Linked DNA regions of Sus scrofa: regions 2 and 3 are each linked to region 1. A link is a contact called in public HiChIP or PLAC-seq data. All regions are on one chromosome and are shown on one strand. Each heading gives the region's core, a stretch centred on a gene start, on an enhancer-like site or on the middle of the called end of the contact. The rest is flanking DNA. Distances are from core to core; before and after follow the strand shown.

What was found. HiChIP or PLAC-seq counts read pairs in DNA pulled down with a chosen protein or histone mark.
Region 2: an H3K27ac HiChIP or PLAC-seq map of alveolar macrophages shows a contact between it and region 1. The contact joins the promoter of TRIM59 here to the promoter of LOC100514323 in region 1. A contact is called at or near these places in 2 of 47 Hi-C or Micro-C datasets (liver and skeletal muscle) and 1 of 2 datasets of contacts at active chromatin or transcription factors (alveolar macrophages).
Region 3: an H3K27ac HiChIP or PLAC-seq map of skeletal muscle shows a contact between it and region 1. The contact joins the promoter of IFT80 here to the promoter of LOC100514323 in region 1. A contact is called at or near these places in 3 of 47 Hi-C or Micro-C datasets (heart right ventricle, liver and skeletal muscle) and 2 of 2 datasets of contacts at active chromatin or transcription factors (alveolar macrophages and skeletal muscle).

Annotation. Positions count from the first base shown.
Region 1 is chr13:99,783,648-99,788,500 of Sscrofa11.1, forward strand. LOC100514323 (NACHT, LRR and PYD domains-containing protein 1a-like) reads right to left here and starts at 2,867. Exons shown (of 17, transcript XM_021069727.1): 1 at 2,566-2,867. The coding sequence starts at 2,597. It overlaps LOC106507994 (a long non-coding RNA gene), which reads left to right and starts at 1,822. Exons shown (of 4, transcript XR_001304462.2): 1 at 1,822-2,245.
Region 2 is chr13:100,131,119-100,135,971 of Sscrofa11.1, forward strand. It overlaps TRIM59 (tripartite motif-containing protein 59), which reads right to left and starts at 1,999. Exons shown (of 3, transcript XM_005669954.3): 1 at 1,811-1,999; 2 at 767-843.
Region 3 is chr13:100,075,408-100,080,260 of Sscrofa11.1, forward strand. IFT80 (intraflagellar transport protein 80 homolog) reads right to left here and starts at 2,741. Exons shown (of 20, transcript XM_021069731.1): 1 at 2,336-2,741. SMC4 (structural maintenance of chromosomes protein 4) reads left to right here and starts at 2,742. Exons shown (of 24, transcript XM_005669952.3): 1 at 2,742-2,951; 2 at 4,074-4,217. The coding sequence starts at 4,079.

The DNA.
Region 1 (4,853 bases), core at 1,617-4,116:
CGGCTCGGATCCCAAGTTGCTGTGGCTGTGGCGTAGCCCGACGGCTACAGCTCCGATTCGACCCCTAGCCTGGGAACCTCCATATGCTGTGGGAGCGGCCCAAGAAATGGCAAAAAGACAAAAAATAAAATTTTAATAATGTTCACTGGACAAATAAATGACAGAAAGAATGTAGCAATTAGATATGAGGTAGAGACTTGCTCAGTACTTAAAAATCTGTAATAACAGCTTAAATGGCCAAAAATGTGGGAATGGCTAATTATTAGAGTGGCATACTGTGCAGCTACCAAAAATTACAAGCAACAGTAGCACACATCTGTAGACTGCTTTACAGTTTACTGAAAATTGCACCTCCTCGTTTGACACAGAATTATCTGGACTTTGTTGCCACAATGAAATGTCTATATGACACATTAGCAACAATATCCCAGAGATGGTGGACCATCACATCTTCATGGAAACAGGTAGGGAGGGTCCACATCTTTAGAGTAATACTAGGAAGGCTTGGGGATGGGAAGGGATGGCAGTAGAGAAGTTGAGTTAGCTCTATGTAAATAACTGCTAATTTCACACTATGTTAATTCATTTCCTCTTTTTTTGGAAAAAAAAACTTTACTTTTAACTATAATTTGATTCAAAATTTTATTTAACAATTATTTGCAAGTCTTGCTGTTAAGTGACCACCTCGAAAGAATTATGATGTTCTAGGTGGACACAGTTTGTGCCCTGGTGTGGTTTTATTCACGCTCCTGTCTTCAAGAAATTAAACAGCAAAAACTATCTGCAACAGACTTTTTTAGACTGTCTTCCTGATTATTTTTTTTTTGTCTTTTTGTCTTTTTTGTTGTTGTTGTTGTTGTTATTGTTGCTATTTCTTGGGCCGCTCCCGCGGCATATGGAGGTTCCCAGGCTAGGGGTTGAATCGGATCTGTAGCCACCGGCCTAACGCCAGAGCCACAGCAACGTGGGATCCGCAACGTGGGAGCCGCGTCTGCAACCTACACCACAGCTCACGGCAACGCCGGATCGTTAACCCACTGAGCAAGGGCAGGGACCGAACCCGCAACCTCATGGTTCCTAGTCGGATTCGTTAACCACTGCGCCACGACGGGAACTCCTCTTCCTGATTATTTTAATACACACACACACCCACACACCCCAAACCAACCCCCCCTCCCTGAGGGAAGCTGGCTCTCATGTACAATGATCCAGAGAAAACTGAAGTCGTGAACACTTTAACCTCGGCATTCTCTTCGTCCTCTAGTTGATCCTGTAGAAACTTTGTTTTGCAGCAGGGACTATCCTATAAGTAAATTCTCTGCATAGTCTCAATCTTTGCTGAGTGCGTCTACACTGTTTTGGGTGAACTTCCTGTAAGCGCTTACCGCAATGAGAGGATTACCTAAAAGGATACATTTCACAAACAAACCATCACGTGTCTTTTGCTGAAACACTACATCCAATGTTAAAAGTCTGCTTGTGCAGATGACAGTGGGTACCTCTGGAGAACCTGACCACAGCACCGTTCGAGAATCCCCAAACCAGCTCTTTTTAGACATTGCCACCTAAAAAGCAGCCGCTTTTAAACGTCTGTGAGACGCTGATGAGACGTTGATGACAAACACAGACAACGGCTGCCTTTACAATAATAGCAGAAACCCTCCAAGCATTGTTGATCCCGCGCCTTCTGTGCTCCAGACTTTAGTGACCCAGGGGGGTGGGCGGGGGCAGAGAGGCTGAGGGCGGGGGGAGGTGCTCCACGCATGGCCCAAGGGGGGCGTTAAGGAAATAACCCTGCTGTCAATGAAAACAACTTGAAAGCCGGGAGGCCAAAGCGCGGATGTTCAGAAACATCTCCAAAGTTCACTTCCAGATGCAAAAGGCGCAGGGGCTCCAGGAAGCTGAAGCTCAAGGACAGGGGAGCAGATGAGGACAGCAGAAGCCAGGCCTCGGAGGCGGGAGGCGGGGAGTCACCCGCGGAAGCCGGAAGGGGGCGAGTCCACCCGCAAAGAACAAAGGGGATGCCGCAGGGCGACCTGCCCTCCTCCTCACCCGCCCGCGCCCCGCTACTGCTTCCAACTGGAAGATGAGAACAAATCTGCCCACCTGCCGCCGCGCGGCTAGGCAGCGGGCTGTAGGAAGCCGCGGCCACAAGGGGCAGCAGCGCAGCCCGTAGCCCCGCCTCCCGGTCCGGAGCGCGGGCCTTCCAGCAGCGCGCCACCACAGTGAGGTCCGCCCGACCCAGGTGCCGCCGCCAGGGCCTGGGCTGGGGGTGGGAAGTCAGAATTGGGAATGACGGGCGCTTCGCCTCCCCAATGCTCCGTGCCCGCGCGGGGCATGCGCCGCCGCCTACGGGTGCTTTGTGAGGCCGGAGCGGGGATGCCCGGGCGGGAAAAGGGCGAAAGCGCCCCGCCTGGGAAAAGGGCAAAAACAGAGTCCGCGGTGGAGCAGGATGAAGGGGGCAAAGCCCCTTCTCCACGCGTGGATGTTAGGTCCGGGTGCACCCCCACCCCCACTGCGCCCTCTTTCCTACACCCCTACACCCAGCCCGGCGGCGGCGCTCACCTGCTCTCCACGACCCCCTCGCCTCCGCTCATCGTCGCTCTGCGGCTGGGAGGCGGCGCCTTGCGCGCCCGGGGATCTGCTCTCGGCTCGCGCCGGGGCGCCTGCTGGAGAGGTTCGCGTGCTGAGCTGCCCTACGCACCCGGAGGCTGCCGACGCTGCTGGGGGAGGGAAAAGGGCGAGCGAGAGCCACCAGGGGAGGGGACTGGGAGGGAGGGGGCGCCGGGCGCCCTGCCGCAGCCGCAGCCGAAGGCAGTCGGGGCTCCTAAACGGAAACGCACGATCGCCCGCGCCCCCGCGCGTGCACGCCGGCGTGCACACTCGCACACGTGCGCACACCGGCCGCTCGGTGGCTGCTTACTGCCCTGTGAGAACTAGGTTTGGTGACACTAACGCGCAGAGATTCTGTGAAAGAAAAGGGCCAGCTCCTTTCTAGAGGGGACAGAGAGCTCAGGAGGGTTGGATACTCTTGTATCTGTGATTTTTCACGAGACAACCTCCTCCCCGGAGGAATTCTCAGATTTTCTTAGGATCTGTAAGCCCCCTGAAATTCTTTCAGATTTTGTATCTAAATACAGGTATCTGGAATGAGGGACTCTGGCTTTCACATGATTAAACACCCCCACCCCAAACTGTAAGAATGGATGGACTAAGCCAGTGGTCCCCAAACTTTGCTGCACATTAGATCACCCAGAGAGCTTATCAAATCTCAAAGCCTCAAGCGGTATCCCAGACCAATTAGTGCAGTGAGATCCAGGTGTCAGTATTTTTTAAAGATCCAGGCAATTAAAACATTCAGGAAGGAGTTTCCAGTTGTGGTGCAGCAGAAACAAATCCATCTAGGAACCGTGAAGTTTCGGGTTCCATCCCTGGCCTTGCTCACTGGGTTAAGGATCTGGCGTTGCCGCGAACTGTGGTGTTGCAGAAGTGGCTCGGATCGCAAGTTATTGTGGCTGTGGTGTAGGCCGGCGGCTACAGCTCTGATTCGACCCCTAGCCTGGGAACCTCCATATGCCACAAGTGCGGCCCTAAAAAGACAAAAGACAAAAAAAAAAAAAAAAAAAACTCAGGAAAATGTGAGAACCACTGCTTAGACTATTGGTGGCCTTCATTGTACACTGTTTTTTTCTTAGCTGTTTTTCAGCATGATTGTTTTCTTGTCTGTCTTTTCCATGAGGTGGTGGGTATCACACAGCATCTAGCCCAGGTCTGGCTCACAGTAGGTGCTTAGAAATACACTTACTGGAGTTCCCGTCGTGGCGCAGTGGTTAACGAATCCGACTAGGAACCATGAGGTTGCGGGTTCGGTCCCTGCCCTTGCTCAGTGGGTTAACGATCCGGTGTTGCCGTGAGCTGTGGTGTAGGTTGCAGACGCGGCTCGGATCCCACGTTGCTGTGGCTCTGGCGTTAGGCCGGTGGCTACAGCTCCGATTCGACCCCTAGCCTGGGAACCTCCATATGCCGCGGGAGCGGCCCAAGAAATAGCAACAACAACAACAACAACAAAAAGAAAAAAAAAAAAAGAAAGAAAGAAATACACTTACTGCAGGAAGGAGGAAAAGACAGAGTCCAGGACTGGTCCTCTACTTTGCTCTTCCTGAAATTCTCCATAGATTGAGATACCCTTAACTGAAGGGAAACGACTTCATGTAATGCCTGAAGCTGGGGAAGAAAATGTGCCTTTGTGCTTTGAAGGGATGTGTTGTCCTTTTTTTTTTTTTCTTTTTTTTTTTTTTTTTTTTGGCGGGGGGCGCAGCTCTGCAACATATGGAAGTTCCCAGGCTAGGGGTTGAATCAGAGCTACTGCTGCTGGTCACAGCTGCAGCCAGTGCTGCAGCAATTCAGGATCCCAGCCATCTGCAACCTGCACTGCAGCTCACAGCAACACCGGATCCCCCAACCCAGTGAGCAAGGTCAGGAATGGAACCACATCCTCATGGATACTAGCCATATTCATTTCCGCTGCCCACCACAACAGGAACTCCTGGGATGTGTCTTTTAGATTTCTCCAAATGTCTCAGCCCCAGAATACCCCTACCTGCCTCACTGTGACTCAAAGGCCCAGGCTGGCACTGTGGATGGGTGCAATAAGGGTCATAACCCCTATGGATGGAACACCCATGAGTCCGACACTATAATAAGATACTTTATATTCTGGAAAAGAGCTGATCTGGTATCATCACTGGTGTTCCTTTGTTGAATATAAACATGAACAATTTCACAGAACATCAGACAAGGCCCCTCTGTAACCACAATGGATGAAGACCAGGACAAGACTCCTTAATCATGTC
Region 2 (4,853 bases), core at 749-3,248, 350 kb after region 1:
TGGTGTAGGTCACAGATGCAGCTCAGATCCTGCGTTGCTGTGGCTGTGGTGTTGGCCGGCAGCTACAGCTCCAATTGGACCCCTAGCCTGGGAACCTCCACATGCCGCTGGTGAGGCCCTAAAAAGCAAAAAAAAAAAAAGAAAGAAAGAATAGCTACTTGGTCATTAAAAAGGAATGCAGATCTGCAGATCAATATGTAAATACATGGTAAAAAAGTATCCAGATAACCTAATAAATTCAACTTGGAGATCGCTATGTGTTAAATGTATTTGTCTGTATTAAGATGCACATATCCTTTTTTTTGTCTTTTGTCCTTTTAGGGTTGCACCTGTGGCATATGGAGGTTCCCAGGCTAGGGGTCCATTCGGAGGTCTTGCTGCTGGCCTATGCCAGAGCCACAGCAACACCAGAGCAGAGCCGCATCTGCGACCTACACCGCAGCTCCTTAACCCACTGGGCGAGGCCAGGGATCGAACCCGAAACCTCATGGTTTCTAGTCGGATTCTGTTTCCACATATCCTTTTAAAATTTCTAGGAGGACAAACAAAACAGTTAATAGTGACTAACGACTAACTTTAAGCTATAGATCAGATTAGGGAGTTGTTTACTTTTCACTTTATGCTCCATCTATATGTTTGCATTTTATACACCCACCAACATATCTTTTTTCAAAAGATTTAAATTTTTCACCTTACAGTTTGTCATACACTCAGTAAAAATTTACTGAAAATTTCTTTGATATTCACTTAATTTCCCAGAACTTACCACTTTGTTGACCTTCTGGTTTGAAGACTGAATATACTCTATCTTCTCCAACTTTTTCAGATGGTTTTATTCTTATTCTAAAATAAAAATAACTTTAATGTTCTGGATTTACATTCTCAAAAAAATACATTAAATACGATATCATAGGGAATGGCTGTTATTTCACTGCCTTTGATGTTTATGCTCTCTAAGCCTGTGTTTTCAGAAAAGTAGTGACAAACATCAAAAGCTGTGGAGCAGCAGGAGCGGCACCAACTGCACCTGGAAAATCCCAATAATCCTGTGACCAAGTAAGTTGTCACAAAGGACCTCTTATTAGAGCGTCAACTAACTTCGGAGCTCTTGAAAATATTCGCCAACAATGGTGATGAGGGAGCAAATATTCACGGTCATTTCAGACTGCTGAAAGCTAGTCGGAAGACAAGAAGCATCCATTTAAGTGAAGATTTTTGCCAGCTTAAAATTATAAATCTTGATTTAGGTTATTCCCATCAATACGTCTGTTCATCTCTTGGTTCAGCCATTTAAATGTTGAGAGATCCTGGGTCAGTTTTACTTAATGCCTCTCAAAACTGAGGTCTCACATCTGTAAAATGGGCATAATTACACCTACTCCTGTTAAATCCAATGAGAACCTCTCGAAAAGAAGAGGCCTAAAACAGCGCTACCCTTCCCATCCCCTACCCCAAAGCTAAGGGCAACTCCCCCCCTCCCGCCGCGGGGTCTCTCTCCCAACGCCCCGGCTCCCTCGGCTCCGAATCCCCGCGAGGTCTCCCAGCTCGGCGGAGCCCCGCTCCTCCCACCCTCACGCCACAGAAGGGTCCTTCCTCACGAAAACGCAGTTCCACACCGGAAGGGGGCAAAGAGGTTCTTCAAACGCTGCACCTGGGACGAACGAGAAGCGATGCGGCACCCAAGCCAGCCCTCTCCATCATTAAGCCCCTCGACTCTCCTCCAAACCCCGCAGGACACCAGCCTGCGCTACAGGGGAAGAGAGGGACCCAGAGCCGCCATCTCCAAAAGAAGAGAAGCTCTTAGACTCACCGTGGAGACGAGCGAACCAGGTACCTCCACCGGCTGAAACAGCTCCACAACCTGCAGTGTGAAGCTAAGACCTGCGCAGCGTACCCGCCCTCCTCCGCCCTGAGGGCCTTCAGGTGCCCAGACGGGGCGGGGCTCACGAGCCTTACAACGCAGGCGCAGTGTCCCGGCAACCTTCAACTGCGTGGCACCAGCCAATGGGAAAGAGCGCGGGGCCGTGGTTCGAAAGTAAACTGCCGACAGCTGGGGCCGGGCGGGGCGGGGGCGTGATCGCGTGGGCTGGGCGCGAGGACGGGCGTGGTTTCTGCGCCTGCGCACTATGCATGGGTTGCCACCCGGGAGCTAGGCAGGCGCGCAGCAGGGAGCCCTTCTGGCGGCGTTGACTCCTGCCTTGGAGGGCAACTGGGCGGTGTTGCAGGAGAGGCGGGGTCTAGCGGAGGCCGATGTTTTTTATAAAAAAGCTTCATACCACACCTTATTTAACCTGGATTTAAGCCGGCACGTCGTAAATGTAGACTTTAAAGGGCAGCGTCTTTCATCTGACCTCACAGGTTCCCTGAGCCCTGAGGGCAGACGCACCCCACTGGGCAAGCTCTGTCTTCTCCTGAACCCTGGTTTCCTTTTGTTTAGGGACTCTGGACACATAAACCCACCAAAGTAGTTGGTTCTAGCAAAGGAGGAGGGGGCTTCTGATTATTGAGAATTCTCGTGTAGTTAAAGAGAGCCGACTCTGGGAGAGCTAGTGGGACCTTAGGATTCAGGATCTCCCTGCATCTCTCCTTACTCTTCCTCCCGCTCCCCAGCCCCGCGCCCTCTTTCCACGCTGTGAAATTATTGCCTGGAGATGGCTGTTGCGCAGAATTCCTGACTTCCAATTCAATTTCTCCACCAAGTTCCTATTTCACTTTCTTAGTCCCAGACTCAGAAAACGCACAGTTCAGTAAGTCCTTTACCCTTTTTCTTGAGAAATCGTATCCAGCTGTATGTGGCTCAAGACAAACTCATCACAGCTTGCCTCTCTTAACAGCAGATAGAAGTCGATCACGTGTGCAAAATAGAACTGTTAGCCTCCATATACTGTGTATTGCCAGTACTTTCAGATCTTATGCTCTTATGCAGTAAATTACAGAAAAATAGTAAACAGAATAAATCACACTAAGGTAATAGCAGTGAGTCTTGAGTCAACCTCCTATATGTTTACCAATTCAGCTACTGAAAAGATTGCTTATGATGTGTGGATTCCACTGTAATGTGGTGGAATATATACATGTAGGCTTTATTGTGCACACAAATTTTTTATTTAAACATTGGTGTCATCCTGATAAGGAGTTTTCCTTTTTGTCAAAGCAATACGTTAATATCTTTCCATAGCAATAAATGCAGCATACTTTTATATTATTTTCTCTTTTAAAAAATGTAAGAGTGGGCGTTCCCGTAGTGGCTCAGTGGTTAATGAATCTAACTAGGAACCATGAGATTGCAGGTTCCATCCCTGGCCTCGTTCAGTGGGTTAAGGATCCCGCGTTGCTGTGAGCCGTGGTGTAGGTCACACACGTGGCTCGGATCTGGCGTTGCTGTGGCTGTGGTGTGGGCCCGCGGCTACAGCTCCCATTGGACCCCTAGCCTGGGACTTCCATGGGCAGCGGGTGCAGCCCTAAAAAGGAAAAAAAAAAAAAAAATGTAACGGTGATGTTAACTAGGGACCTTAGGTAATTATGATGTAGGTTCTTCACTTTTAACAAATGCACCACTCCAGAGAAGATATTGATGACGGGATGAACTATGCATGGAGAGGGAGCAGGAAATGCATGGGAATTCCCTGTACTTTAGCCTCAGTTTTGCTCTGAACCTAGATAAAAGTCTTGATGATTTTTAAAATTTTAATCATTAATGTCTTAATATTTTTTAATTTTAAATAATTTTTTGAACAAACAAGCACAAGCAGATACTAGTACTTTTTTTTTTCTTATTGCTCTTATTTCTCACACAAAGCCAGCATACTTTTTTTTTTTTTTTTTTTTTGGTCTTTTTGCCATTTCTTGGGCCGCTCCCGCGGCATATGGAGGTTCCCAGGCTAGGGGTTGAATCGGAGCTGGAGCCACCAGCCTATGCCAGAGCCACAGCAACACAGGATCCGAGCCGCGTCTGCAACCTACACCACAGCTCACGGCAACGCCGGATCGTTAACCCACTGAGCAAGGCCAGGGATCGAACCCGCAACCTCATGGTTCCTAGCTGGATTCATTAACCACTGCGCCACGACGGGAACTCCTAAATAATTTTTTAAAATGTAAACCCATTACAGTTAAAATGGATAAATATGGCTGAATAATGCTTTGAGTTACATTTTTTCTACCTGTTTTCTCTCTACATTCCTTAACTAAAAAAAAGTTTTTTTACTATAGCAAGAAATAGTTATCTCTTACTACTCTTTTTTTTTTTTAATTATTCTATATAACTGAGCTTTCTCTTACTATTCTTAACTGGCTTTTGTTTTCCAAAAATCTCAATCCGGGTGTTCTCTTGTGGCAAGGGGGTTAAGGATCCGTCACTGATGAAATGGATTAGAGAATTACACAAGACTAGCAAAATAAAAACTATGTGAATTATTTGTAAGAAAAAAATCTTAAAATTCAAAATGTTTGGATAATTAAAATAAATATGATGATGGTACAACAATTACGAACAGAATGTCCTAGAACATTGGATATTAAGTGCCTAAATTAAGAGATCTCTAAATGTATTTACACAATTGAGCATGTAAAAAAAAAAAAAAAATTTGACATATGATCCAGCAATTCCACTTCTCCGAAGGAAATGAAAAAAAAAACAAAAACTGCCTTGAAAAGACATCTGCATCCCCTTGTTCATTACAGCATTATTACAATAGCCAAGACATGGAAAAAAACCTGAGTTTGCAACCTACCTCACAGCTCACAGCAATGCCGGATCCCCCACCAACTGAGTGAGGCCAGGGATGGAAACTGCATCCTCATGGATACTGGTTGCGTTCCTTTCTGCTGCACCACAAACCAATATTTGTTTT
Region 3 (4,853 bases), core at 1,491-3,990, 290 kb after region 1:
GATTCTCTTCTTTGCCTTAAATTATAGATAATGGTTTTTAGCAGATGATTTGGGACCAGAAAGATGAGACTTGGTTATACCTTCCAAGACTGTAACCTAGTCCCTCCCAATTGGACCAGCTTCTTTTTATCCAAAGTACTGGCAGAGATCAATCAAGTCTTTATTTCTTATTGACTCTATTCTCTTCTCAAATCACTTCTTCACTTATTCTGAGTGTCCTACTGTCACTCCATATTTAAGCTCCACTATAACTTTGCTATGAATGTCTTTCCTACATTACAGACACTAGTCTAAACTTGTTTAAAAATATTCATTCTGAGTGGAGCACGGTTAGATTCAACTAAATCTAAAGCTATTGGTCACTTTATTGGTTTATTGAAATTACATTTCTTACTCATTAGTCACTAAGACCTATCATTACTTATAGCAATAACAAAGGCAGCAAGACTAGGATTTATTTGTGACATCTTTCTTCTTATCCCCTCATCACTAATCCAGGGATTCATAAAGAATAGATAGAATCTGACTGACTTTTAGTCTGGCTCAGACTCTTAACCATTAAAAGCTACAAAAGCTACAGATTTTCCCCTGCAAATATATTCAGATTTTTTTCCATTCCACTGCATAGGCACTTTTAACTTCCCACACGGAAGTAAGTACAATTCCATGTACGGTAATAATCTCAGCCATGCCTGATCTCAGTTTCTTAACACATTTCACATAAATAGTTAATTTTTTTTATTAAGTCATTCCTAAGCTCAAATTTTTTCTAATATTCTAAAAATGTATCATATGTAACATCCTTGATCTGGCTTGAAGACCCTTCGTAAGCTAACCTTCTTCTAACTTGACATACCCATTATTCATCCTTAGCACATACCCTGATAAAATCAATGGTAAAACACAGCAATATCAAATGAATATAGTGTGTGGGATAGACAATCATAAACAATTCTATGAGGTAGGTATTATATGCTGATTTTATAATAAATACTCTCAGAGGGACTGATAAATTGATAAATTGTCTAAGTATGTAGACAAAAAAACATGAGATTTGGGATTCTGTTATCTCTTACATCTTTCTACTCCACTGTGCTGTCTCCCAAATACACTACCCAATTTGGTCTAGTCTTTGCATTTCTCTTGGTTAATATCTCTCCAACTCAGGGTTAGTTATGTTTTACAGACTTCAAAAATCCAAAAGATTCCAGATGCTTTCAAAGAGAATTACTACATTTTCCTCGCACACCTACGGGTCAAAATTTTTTTTCATTGAGTTTACTGTCTGTAGTTTGTCCTTCGAAAACAATTTTTTTCAACTTCAAATATAAAGGTATATTACAATAAGGAGTCAATACTTACTCAAACCACACCAGTCTCCCCTCTTCAACAAATTCTTACACTTGTGGGCAGTGGCCTCTACATGTCTTCTTGGGAATCACTGAACCTGAATATGCTCCTCAGGGCAAGGGTCATACATACTTACTTAGAATGACAATTTAAATTCATGCATAAAGAGGATTTATTGGGGGTTTAGTATGTCAGGCACCAAGTATTAAAAAGCTAAAAGGGGGAATAAAAGAGTTCCCAGTTCTCCATGTCAAGTACTTTAGAGCTGCTGAACAAATGCTTATTGGAGGTAGTCAAATCAACCAGTGGTTAACATTTGGGGGATTAGGATCGTGTTTGAGAATTTGATAAAAGTTCTGGGAAACTCCTCAGAAAAATTCACAAGCAGACATAATTCTGTACACAGCTAAAGGGGCAAGGGGTTGGAGATGGAGAGTGGAGGAGAGGTGGTATGAACAATCGCCTACCACCAGATCCATAAACTCCAGGTTAAAAACTCACTAACAAAACTAAATTCTCTGGGAACAGAAATACTACCTTGATAATCTTTCTTATGCCTGACACAGTGCAACGTGTACAAAGCTACTTAATATTTGCTGATCGATAATTTTTTCATAAACATATGATACGAGCAAATCGTTTCTTCTATTACGGAGTCTTTCAGCCAAATAATTTTAAAAGCCAGAAACCCTCTTTCGCTAGTGACGCTAACGACCTAATACTAATAACTCGAAATCCTTATTTTGCTATTTACTACAAGATCATTCACCAATCGAGGTCTTCTCCTTGTTGTCCCCCTACTCTCTCCAAAGACTTAGGGCTTCCTCTGCATCCCAAGAGCTACGTCCAGAGCCCCAGTGCTCCAGGGAGATGGAAAATAACTGATGCTCCAAGCTGCAAACACCCTAAAAGCAGGAAAAGTGGGTCCAGTAATGGCCACAACCTCTAAACTCTTTCCTCACTTCGTCCAGAGATAGAGATTTACCTTAAGTAAGTTCCAGGAAAGCAGTGGCGATCGCTCTCACAGGGGTGCTACCAGTTACCAAGAAGCCTCGGATCTCTTCGTCACCATAGCGACTTCTGAGAGCAGAGCGAACTCCCTCTTCCCGCGATACTTCCCGCCGCGTCACCCGAGCGGGCCCGAGACCCCGCCCCTAGCGAGCCCGCCCTCTTGTTAAGGAGCGTTATTGGGCTTCTGTGCCCGTTGTTTAGCTGTGGGCGGGGTCCCATTCTGTTTTCTTCCTCTTATTCAAAACTCCCAAAACTTTTTAAAAATATATTTTATATGAATGTTGTTGTCCATAGGCCCAAGGAAAACATTGCTTCGCTTTTCTTTTTCACTTAGAAATGTCCTCTGCCGCCAGGGTCCCGCCAGCATTTCGCGCATGCGTGTAAACGACATGAAGATGGCGACCATAATCGCCGCAGTTTTTTCAAATTAGTGGGTCCCAGAAAGCATTGCGCGCATTTGTAACGAATTTCCGTTCGAGTTTGTATTTTAGGCGCCATTTTCGAGTGAAGGACCCGGAGCCGAAACACCAGTAGACGCGGGGGGGTTATACAACCGTTTCCAGCCTTGGTCTGAGTGGACTGTCCCGCAGGTAAAGTACCTCTTTTCCTGGTAGAGTTGTCACACTCTTACTTCCTGCCCCGTCTGCCGGCACCTGGGAAGAAAAGGCCTTGAGCTGGAGCGGCCGAAGTCTAGGCTGAGGCTGCCGCCGGGAGGTTTCTCTCGCTGTCACCCCTCCCCCCTCAGCCTCTCCTCAGCATTCGGGGCTCCCGCGCGCTTCTTCTGGGCGCCACTTCTTTGAGCTACTTGGGCGTCGCTCAGGGGACGCGAGGGATCGGGGCTTAAGCTTCGTGGACTTCTTCTCAGAAAACTTGGTCCCGATCGGACTGTAGGGTTTCCCCTTGCCCCGGCCCCCTGCCTCTCTCTCTCTTCTCCCAAGGGACTGATTACCCGATCTGAGCCCTTACTGGTGACCTTTCCTGGTTTATTGCCTAGCGGGAGTCTGCCGCGGACACCGGAGGTACAAACCCCTGCTGCCCCAAGGTGATTTGAACCGGAGCCGGCACTGCCGGCCTCCGATTTGAAAATCGCGGGGGTCGACCCCATCCACTGGTCCCTATCGGGCAGTCGTGAGGACACCTCAAAGCCCGCGGGCGGTCAAGGGCTCCTAGAGCTAAATGGCGAGGAGAGGATAGTGGGCGGCGAGCAGCCGGTTCTTCGCTGCTCTCGGAAGTTGAGAGCCCCTCAAGCCTAAAGTTAATACGAACTCTTCGCTCTCAAAGTGTGTGCGCTTGTATTCCTAGCCCCGGGAGCGTGGGCATGTCGGTAAACGCCAGTTTACTTCGTTTAGAAATTACGTTAGAATATTCTTATACCCTTACCTTCGTCGGGGGGATGGGAAGGGAACTTTAGAAAATAAAAAGAACTAAGCTTGATTCCCCAAGCACGTCTAAGTTTTCCCACTTGCTTTGGACTTAGGAAAACGGATCCCGCCTTCTTGGCACCTCGAGGGGTTTTGTGCCTTCTTTCTCGAGGACCCGCTGGCGTTGAGCAGGGTTTTTAAACGGGGCTTTCGGAAATAGATGGACGGAATTTTCCCCGGGTTGGGTGGGGTGGAGGCTGGGCCCATCCCACCGCCGGGCCAGCGGAGAATGGACCCTCAAGGTCCTGCGGCTCGCGGGCTGACTTGCCGCCGGCTCTTTCTCGGCCCCAGCGACCATGCCCCGTAAGGGCACCCAGCCCTCCACTGCCCGGCGCAGAGAGGAAGGGCCGCCGCAGTCCCCGGACCGCACCAGCAGCGATGCGCAGCCGGAGTCGCCGCCCGGCTGCTCGGAGAGCCGGGCGCCTGCCACCGCAGGTGAGTAGCAACCGCGGGAAAGCGCATGGGGGATCCGGGTGTGTCCGCGCCCAACCCAGGACTGTCTGGTGTCTTGGGGCGCGGGCAAGAGGGGCTTCGGGGTTGCGGTGCGAACATCTCGTGTCGGTTCCGTAGACCCACTGAAGAAAGCGGTCTGGCGAGTTTCACAGATTAGACTATGCAGTTTCGGTGTAACGGTCCTGGAGGGGGATGGAGGCGAGTAAACAGCTTCAATTCTTAATTTCTGTTTATTGTCTTCTGTTTCCGCGGAAATCGACACTATTAGCCAGTAGTCAGTGGACTTTCTTTCAGACGGAGGCGGCGTGACTGTATGTTACTATGATGAAAAGTTGCTTGACCCTAACTTCACCTCCGTGGTCTTAAATTGTGTTTAAAGAGAAGATGATAATTTGCTCGAAACTACTGTAGTTTTTGTGAGTCCAGGAATTGGGTGACATTATGAAACCCTTGTGACAATGTCGCTTGAGCTCTTGCGTGTCCAAAGTTAAGGCTCCAGGTGCTCAGAGATGTAGAGAGTTGGCTCTAGAGCCATAGGATTTTACTACTTGTTTAGGCAAGGAGCAGGCTATCAAGTAAGTGGTTGTGGTTTCTCCAGATTTGCTTTATGATATAGTG